Regions from separate parts of the Bos taurus genome. Here region 2 is linked to region 1. The links are chromatin contacts, called in public Hi-C maps. All regions are on one chromosome and are shown on one strand. Each heading gives the region's core, a stretch centred on a gene start, on an enhancer-like site or on the middle of the called end of the contact. The rest is flanking DNA. Distances are from core to core; before and after follow the strand shown. Region 1 overlaps ITPR2 (inositol 1,4,5-trisphosphate receptor type 2). Region 2 has its middle 4.6 kb from the start of MIR2436.

Region 1 (3,793 bases), core at 682-3,181:
TCTCCTTCAATTTCTGAATCAACTCTCTTCTCTTCCACTATTTGCCATCTTCCTATTGTTTCCTGATGACCTAATTGTTAAATCCAGTGACCTTTTCTTCTTTCTCCTTGCCTTTGACCCTTGTGTAATTTTGATGTTTTTTGTTATTCCCTTCATCTTTAAATTAGTGTCTTCCTTAATTTTGAATCACAGTACATCATAGCTCTCTTGTCCTCTCTAGCCTTTTAAAATGTTTTCTCATTTTCATATCCCATAAACAAAGATCCTCTTAGATTCTTCCCTTGTCTTCATCAAAACACAAGCATCCAATTCCTCCTCCCTAAGTTTCTGTTTCTGTGTTTAATGAGACCATCCTTTCCCAAGTGACCGCTGCCTGGAAGCTTCAGTCTGGTGCTTAACGTTGCCATCTCCTTCCTATCGAGTCCCCCTAGTTCCTGTTCTTTCATCCTTTTTATTCTCACAGCCATTACTCTAATTCAGACTCATAGCACTTCATGCCTGAATTATTGCAACTGCCTCCTAAGTGGTCTTCCTACATCTAGTCATTCTCTCCTCTTCAGTTCACCCACTATATCACTGCTAAGACCACTTGTCAGAAATCACTGCTTTGAATAGTTTCTCCCCTACCCCAACTTAAGATCGCCACAATCCTCCATTGCCTGCCAGCTAAAATCCAAACTCCTTAGAGCTTTCAGAGAGCTCCCAGTTTATCTCCAGCCATATCTTACACTCCTCTACATACTGCTATTCATCTTTAAGCAAAATTTTTTTTTTAACTCTGGGGCTCTCTGTCCATGCCTTGTGAAATGCCAATCTCCTGCTGTCTTACTCTATTGAATAGTCACGGCAAACTCAGTATCTGCATTAATTAAAAGGGCTCCCCTCTCATTATCCTTATTATTAAAAGTTCTCTCTCTGTTTTGATCTCTTTGTGCCACTCGTGTGGCTTTTATCATGTGTTAATTTGTCTGGTTATTTAAGTCCATGTTTTATCTCATACTATTTTGCCGACTAGATGGTGAATCACCTTCCTTCTGTATGAAATTCTCCAGTGCCTCCTCATAGCTTTCTGTATAAAGTTTAAACTCTTCACCTGGGTGTATGATTCTTGCAATAATCTGGCCCCTACCTGCTTCTCTTCTTACAGCTCCCATATTCATCTGTATACCCCAGAGGCCCAGCCATTCCTGGTCTACTATGTTTTTTGGGGGGTGGGCTGCACTAGCAGCATGTTAATCTTAGTTCTGCAATCAGGAATAGAAACCACATCCCTTCCATTGACCGTACGGAGTCTTAACCACTGAACCACTAGGGAAGTCCCAAAGCCCAGCCATCCCAATCCATGTGTCATTCCGCAAACACTCCAGATACTTTCATGCCTGTTTGCCTTTGCTCATCCCATTTTATGTGCCTGGTATGTCTTCATTCATCTTATTGACGAAGGATGCCCCTCTTTCAGTAGTCAACCCAGGTGCCACCTTCTCTAGGATGCTGTCCATGACGCCCCAGCCCATGAGATGCATATCTATCCTGCTTCCTTGGTACCCAGGCCTTGCCTTTGTTCGTATGCTGACCTGTGTTTCCTAGAGGACCATGAGTTTCCTGGGGGTTGCAACACTTTCATCTTCTCACCTATATTTCCAGTGCCTAGCCCAGGGGCTCTTGATGAAGTGAAATGAGGCAGGCTTGGCATGGGGAAAGCCAGCTGGTTATGTAGGTAAGTGTCCACCAGGTGGCATTTACTTAGGTGAGTTCACCATGACTCAGGGCCTGGCTCTCAGCCTGAATGCCCGGGAGCTTGGCTCAACAAATCGTGAATAGATCCATCTCATAAAGGTAGAAACTTATTATCCACACTCACAGAGCCTGCTATGTGAAATCAGCATGCTTATGCACTAGTTATGAAGTGAGTGGACTGGGCTTTTGCTGGCATTGACCCTGACCTGGGCACTCTGCCTTTGTTTGCATGTCACACAGGAAGCCAGTTCTCCTCATGTGTTGGCGGCCAATCTATTTTACTTCACAATGGCTAATCACGTGAGTTGCGTGTGGATTGTACTGGCTCGCCTCCCAAAGAACAAACAACCTCACTTCTCAATTATTGGGGAGAAATGGGCGCACTTTCCTGTAGCTTCTGTGAACTGATTAACCCACATGTAATAAGTCTTTAGTAAACACTGGTGTCGTATGATCAGGCAGTTGCTGATTAGATAAATAAAAGCCACTAGATAGAAAATTATTTGAAAGTCTAACCGTGGCAAAGTAGCATAAGACATACTACACAAGATGGCACTGCTGGAAAACCATATTTCTCTTCAAAATTTCCTTTACCTCTTTTACATGTTTCTAACTTTTCTTCACATGCCTCTTGCCATCACCACCACCAGGCACTGGGACCTAGCCAAGCACTTTGCACACTGAGCTTTCTCTCTGTCTTCTCTGCCTTGCTTGTCTCTTCTGCTGCTCTGACGGCTGTCACCACAAGCTTCCCCTCCTCCACATCTATTCTGTCTCCAAAAGCAGTTTCATTTCTTCCACTTTCTAAGTCAGAATATGCCTTGATGCTCACCTCTGAGGTTCACGGTCCAGCGCAGGCTCTGCCAGTATCTTCAATGCCACATTTAGTGCTTGCCCACCTCTGACTTCCGCCCTTCTCTCAAGGTGTATGTTCTGCTTTTTTTATTTTTATTTTTTGCTGTTCAAAGCAAATTTATTTATTGTTCCTAATCAACACTATTAATAAATCCGGGATTCTGTATGTTATGGATTTTTCTTAACCACTAGATAGGTCAGAATTAGAATAAATGGTGAGCAGTGGGGTATGAAAACGTTTGATTTTTCAAGGGAGTCATATTTTTCCATCAGTTCCACTTCAGAATATTTTACTATGTATTTTTCCCCTCATCTTTCTGATTTTGAATTTCACTATGTAACTGATTTTAAAAAACAAACGAACTGGTATTCCACTATGGAGAACAGTATGGAGGTTCCTTAAAAAACTAGGAATAAAACTATCATATGACCCAGCAATCCTGCTACTGGGCATATACCCTGAGATGTATGTTTTAGAAAGAAACAACTCTGAGTAAAGGGAAAATACCAGATCCGCCATCCATGTGATGTTAAAGTCAGCTTACAAGAAGAAAGCCAGCCTTTCATAACAAAGTACCAAAGAAACTATAATGGATCATGTACACAAAATTAGAAGGATTCTTTTCCCTTTGGTAGTGGTGATTTTTACACTCACACCATAACATGCAGACTGGCTACATAATTCCAAAATTCAGCACCATTATGGTTTTTTAATCTAACGAGAAAAATACATTTCTTCTCACTTCTCAATTTAAGACATCTTGATTCTAATTCCCAACTTGGTGTGAACTTTTTATAATTTTAAATGACTGAGAGATTACTACCAATTTTAGTAATTTTATCTTAAAAAAAATAAAACTAGAAATTTTTCTGTCACATAGTAATTTTTTTCCTCTCTCTATTTGTCCCTGAATATTTTCACATCTGGAGGAGGACTTGGCAACCCACTCCCGTATTCATACCTGAAGAGTCCCATGGACAGAGGAGCCTGGCGGGCTATGGTCTCCATAGAGTCACAAAGAGTCAGACACGTCTGAAGTGACTTAGCATGCACATGTTCGCATAAACACATTCACATAAAGTAAATTATTCACATGAAACAAATTGTTCACATCAATGCATTGTAGCACTGTGCTAGTCATTCAGAAAGTGTAGTCACTTACCAAAGAAATGAAATAATATCTGCCCTCAACTTGCAAGC
Region 2 (3,803 bases), core at 1,255-3,754, 340 kb after region 1:
AGTGATTGCGACCCTCAGACTTCAACCCATGATAGAATTTACAGTACATAGGGCTTGAAGGTCCCCAGTACTTCTATTCTTCATTGGCTTTGCCAGGTGTGATAACCTTTGTCCCTTAGGCAATGAGCTTCTTCATGGGGAGAGCCAGTCAGTATTTGTCAGTGTATGCTCAGCATCTAGCACAATGCCTGGCATACAGTAAGCACTCAATAAATGGCTGATGAAATCCAAACTCTCCTCTCCATTTCCACAATTGTTGTCCTAGTTCCAAGTATTATCGTCTCACACCTGGATTATTGCAAGAACCTGCTCAGTGGCCTTTTTCCAGTCTTTCTTTCCCATGCATTGACCGCACTGCCAGCTCAGTTAACTCTTTCAATATCAACAGGGCACTAAAGAATAGTTAGAGACAACCCATTACAAGAAAAAGTCATGAAAACTTCAATTTCCCTTCTAGTTTCACTTCCCTTGACTCTGCCCCTTCTCCTGTTGCCCCCTACCAGACGATGGGCATCAATTGCCCTAGTTGCACTGAACTATCACAAGTTCCTTAATATGCTTTGTACTGTCAAATGTTTGTCTTTGGGTGAAATAACCTTATTTGGAAGTCTCCTACTCATGGGTCAAAACTCAGCCCAAATTACATCTCCTCTGTCAAAACTTCCAGAACTGTCTGAATCAAAAGGGAACCTCACCCATTCCTTTGCTTTGTGTTCTCTTAGCCCTTTCTTTAAATCTCCACTTGGCTGTTTAAACTCTCACTGCACAAGCATGCGTGTGCAAGAAATGATGTCCTTATTTCTCTCATTAAGTCTAACTTCAAGCCACCTCCCCAAGGGCTGGTGGGAAGAAATCTCAATCACTGTGGGCCGTCCTGCTTCCACCCTCCTTAGGATTTCACAAGGACTTGGGACCCCAGGATAACAAAGAAAGGTTCTCTTCATACTCGTACCGTCTGAGATACTTGTCAGTGTCTAAGACTGCCACTCTCGGTATAGTCTTTGCTGAGGCTGGGGATCCAGACCTTAGGGGCACTGAGTCCCCATTCCCACTTGGGCCTTTGCCACATCAAAAGAACTGTAGACCTGTGACCCCAATGCCTTATTGCTTCTGCCTCTACTCCTAAGGTAATCTCCAACTTTGGAGAGGGTTATAGGAGCCAGGCAGTTAACTTAAATGAGTGATGTTGGCTGAGAATAAGACCATAGAGAATGACAGGGGTCACAGTGAACTGGAGGTTGTACCCCCGTAAGAGAGGCAGACATTACTCCAACTAATTGTAGCCAGGTGAAAAGGTCGCCCAGGACTTCCAGGTCACTGGACTTAGAATCTGAAGTCTAGATTTTAATGTGAAATCTACTCCCAGAATGTTGGCAACTATTTTTAAAAATCTCAAAACACTATTCCTTATAAATGAAGCATGTCTGTCAAAAGTATTAGCCTGGGGAAGTCACTCTGAGACGTCTGCTTTAAAGGAGGGTGGCAGTGGGGTGGGAGGAAGGCATGATGAGAGGTTTTCTTCAAGCATTTAACCCCAAACGTCCCTGATACAAGTAGCCCTGAAGCTATTCTTGAAAATGGGTGAAGGGAAAAATGCAATGAGAACATTGATAATGTCTCAATAAATTACCCTGTCACCCTGGGATTGTTCACATTGTGTTGTAATTAACTGGGTGTGTCTTCCACACCCAAACATTGCTCCTGCTCAGATTGGCACCATCTCCAGCCTCTCTTGGACTTCGCTGCTGTGACTGTTGATTTGTCCTTAGCTCCTTCTCATATTTCCTTAATGACCCTCTGTCTCAGACCTTTGTCCCACTTACCTCAAGTCCTCTGCGAATCTTCCCAGTCTCGGGAAACTCCTACTTCAAATCATAAGGCATCATCTCCCCAGCTCTCACCCTTCCTACCTACCTCCTTCCACACCCTCGTTTTCCTTCCTGCCACTACAGAGGAAAACGTCACCCTTCTGTTCAGAGCCAGCCCTTCGATTTGTGTCACTGATGACTGTTAAACCACCACTCTCCTTTCCACACGGTGAGTCCAGATTTCTGTTAAAGGAGTTCTGTTATTCATTCATCATTGTATTCCTGGAGTCTAGTACACTGTCAGGGACAGGCAAGATGCCTAATAAACATTTACCAAATAAAGTGTGAAAGTGTTAGTCTCTCAATCGTGTCTGACTCTTTGCAACCCCATGGACCACAGCCAGCCAGGCTCCTCTGTCCACGGAATTCTCCAGGCAAGAATAATGGAGAGTAAAACGTAACCACCCCCACTTTCTTTTTAAAATCTGGGGGCTATAGCCCAGTTCCTAAAAAATTGTCTAGATACGTAAGACAACTGTTGACACCCGATGCTTCATGTGTATTGATGTAGAGACAGTAGTTTCCCCTGACTCTTGAGTGTGGGCTAAATTTGGAGGAGATAATCCAGGCCCAAATGTGGCTGGCAGGCTAGGGAGTTCCTCCTGGGTCAGGGCGGTGCCCTGACTCCAGCTGTGAGTCTGCTGTATTAATACCTCCTATTTGTCTTCTCTGATTACTGCTGGTGAGGCTGGCTTCTGGCACTTGCTGAGGAGAGCAATGGGGAAGCCTCCACGTCCAAAGTGTCACATTGCTCTCTGTCCCCTTGGGTTCCACCTAAGGACACCACTGCTGAGTTACCAGATTGTCCCCTGGAGAAAGACTATAAAAGCACTAAGCTTTCTTACCTCTTATATGTTTTGAGACATTTTTCTATTCTCTTTTCCTCCAACTTTAAAACCTTTAAAAAATATATTTTGATGGTATTTTAAAGTCTGTATAAATTAATTATATTTATCTTTAATCCTATTCTCATATTCTATTTTATATCTTCCTTATTACCCTGTTCACCTTCAACCTTTTTTAATTTTGATCTTCATCTGTTTAAAATTATTTCATAATTAACTTTCATTCTTATGTTAATTTTAATAGTTATTTTAACCTTCTACTGCTAAGTCACTTCAGTCCTGTCCGACTCTGTGCGACCCCATAGACGCCAGCCCACCAGGCTCCCCCGTCCCTGGGATTCCCCAGGCAAGAACCACTGGAATGGATTGCCATCTCCTTCTCCAATGCATGAAAGTGAAAAGTGCAAGTGAAGTCGATCAGTCGTGTCCAACCCTCAGCGACCCCATGGACTGCAGCTGTCCATGGGATTTTCCAGGCAAGAGTACTGTAGTGGGGTGCCATTGCCTTCTCCTTTAACCTTTTAGTATCCTTGCAAATTTTACTTTCTTGTTCTCATCTATATTCAGCTTATTTTGTAGTCCAAGTTGTACTTCGGTTTTGTAAATTTTTATAATTCTCCTGGTTTAAGATTTCACCTTCTATTCCTTGAAGAGTTTCTTATTTCTCAGTTTTCAGCTTTTAATTGGTTTTAAGTCTTCCAGAATCTTTTAGGATCACATTTTAATCTGTATTCTCTCTTCCCTTCCTTTTTGGCTCTGTAATTTTCTACATTTTCTCTTATTTATTATCTGTCAATCAGTCTAGTTCAAATAAATTTTTTTGTAAGAAGCACATTGAAATTAAGAAAATATCTGTCCCCCACTGCCAGCCATCACTGAAAGTACATTTTTTTTTACATTCATGTTTTTTTGACACAGCTTTCTGTGCAATCTTGATTTTCATATTGTGTATTTTTTAATCTATGGTTTCTAATGTTTTAATTAATTTCTTTTGGTTGCAAGGAACAGACTCACTCCAGTTCCCTCAAGTGATGGCATTTTATTTTAAGAATGAATATGCAAAAGAGGAGACAGGAGTCTCAGCCACTCT

Evidence for each region. A called contact is a pair of places that touch in the nucleus more often than the background predicts.
Region 2: a contact with region 1 is called in a Hi-C map of skeletal muscle, with 4 times the contacts expected there. The contact joins two enhancer-like sites. A contact is called at or near these places in 3 of 11 Hi-C or Micro-C datasets (blood, liver and skeletal muscle).

The regions. Positions count from the first base shown.
Region 1 is chr5:83,489,805-83,493,597 of ARS-UCD2.0, forward strand. All of the region lies in intron 52 of ITPR2 (inositol 1,4,5-trisphosphate receptor type 2), which reads left to right. Among named protein-coding and RNA genes, the nearest start is that of TRNAG-UCC, 28 kb to the right of the region's middle. Within about 2 kb of position 1,932, at least 14 of the 102 cell types and tissues checked have an H3K27ac peak or open chromatin away from gene starts, as enhancers often do. A contact at or near this core is called in skeletal muscle, where this site is marked.
Region 2 is chr5:83,831,712-83,835,514 of ARS-UCD2.0, forward strand. No RefSeq gene overlaps it. Among named protein-coding and RNA genes, the nearest start is that of MIR2436, 4.6 kb to the left of the region's middle. Within about 2 kb of position 2,505, at least 8 of the 102 cell types and tissues checked have an H3K27ac peak or open chromatin away from gene starts, as enhancers often do. A contact at or near this core is called in skeletal muscle, where this site is marked.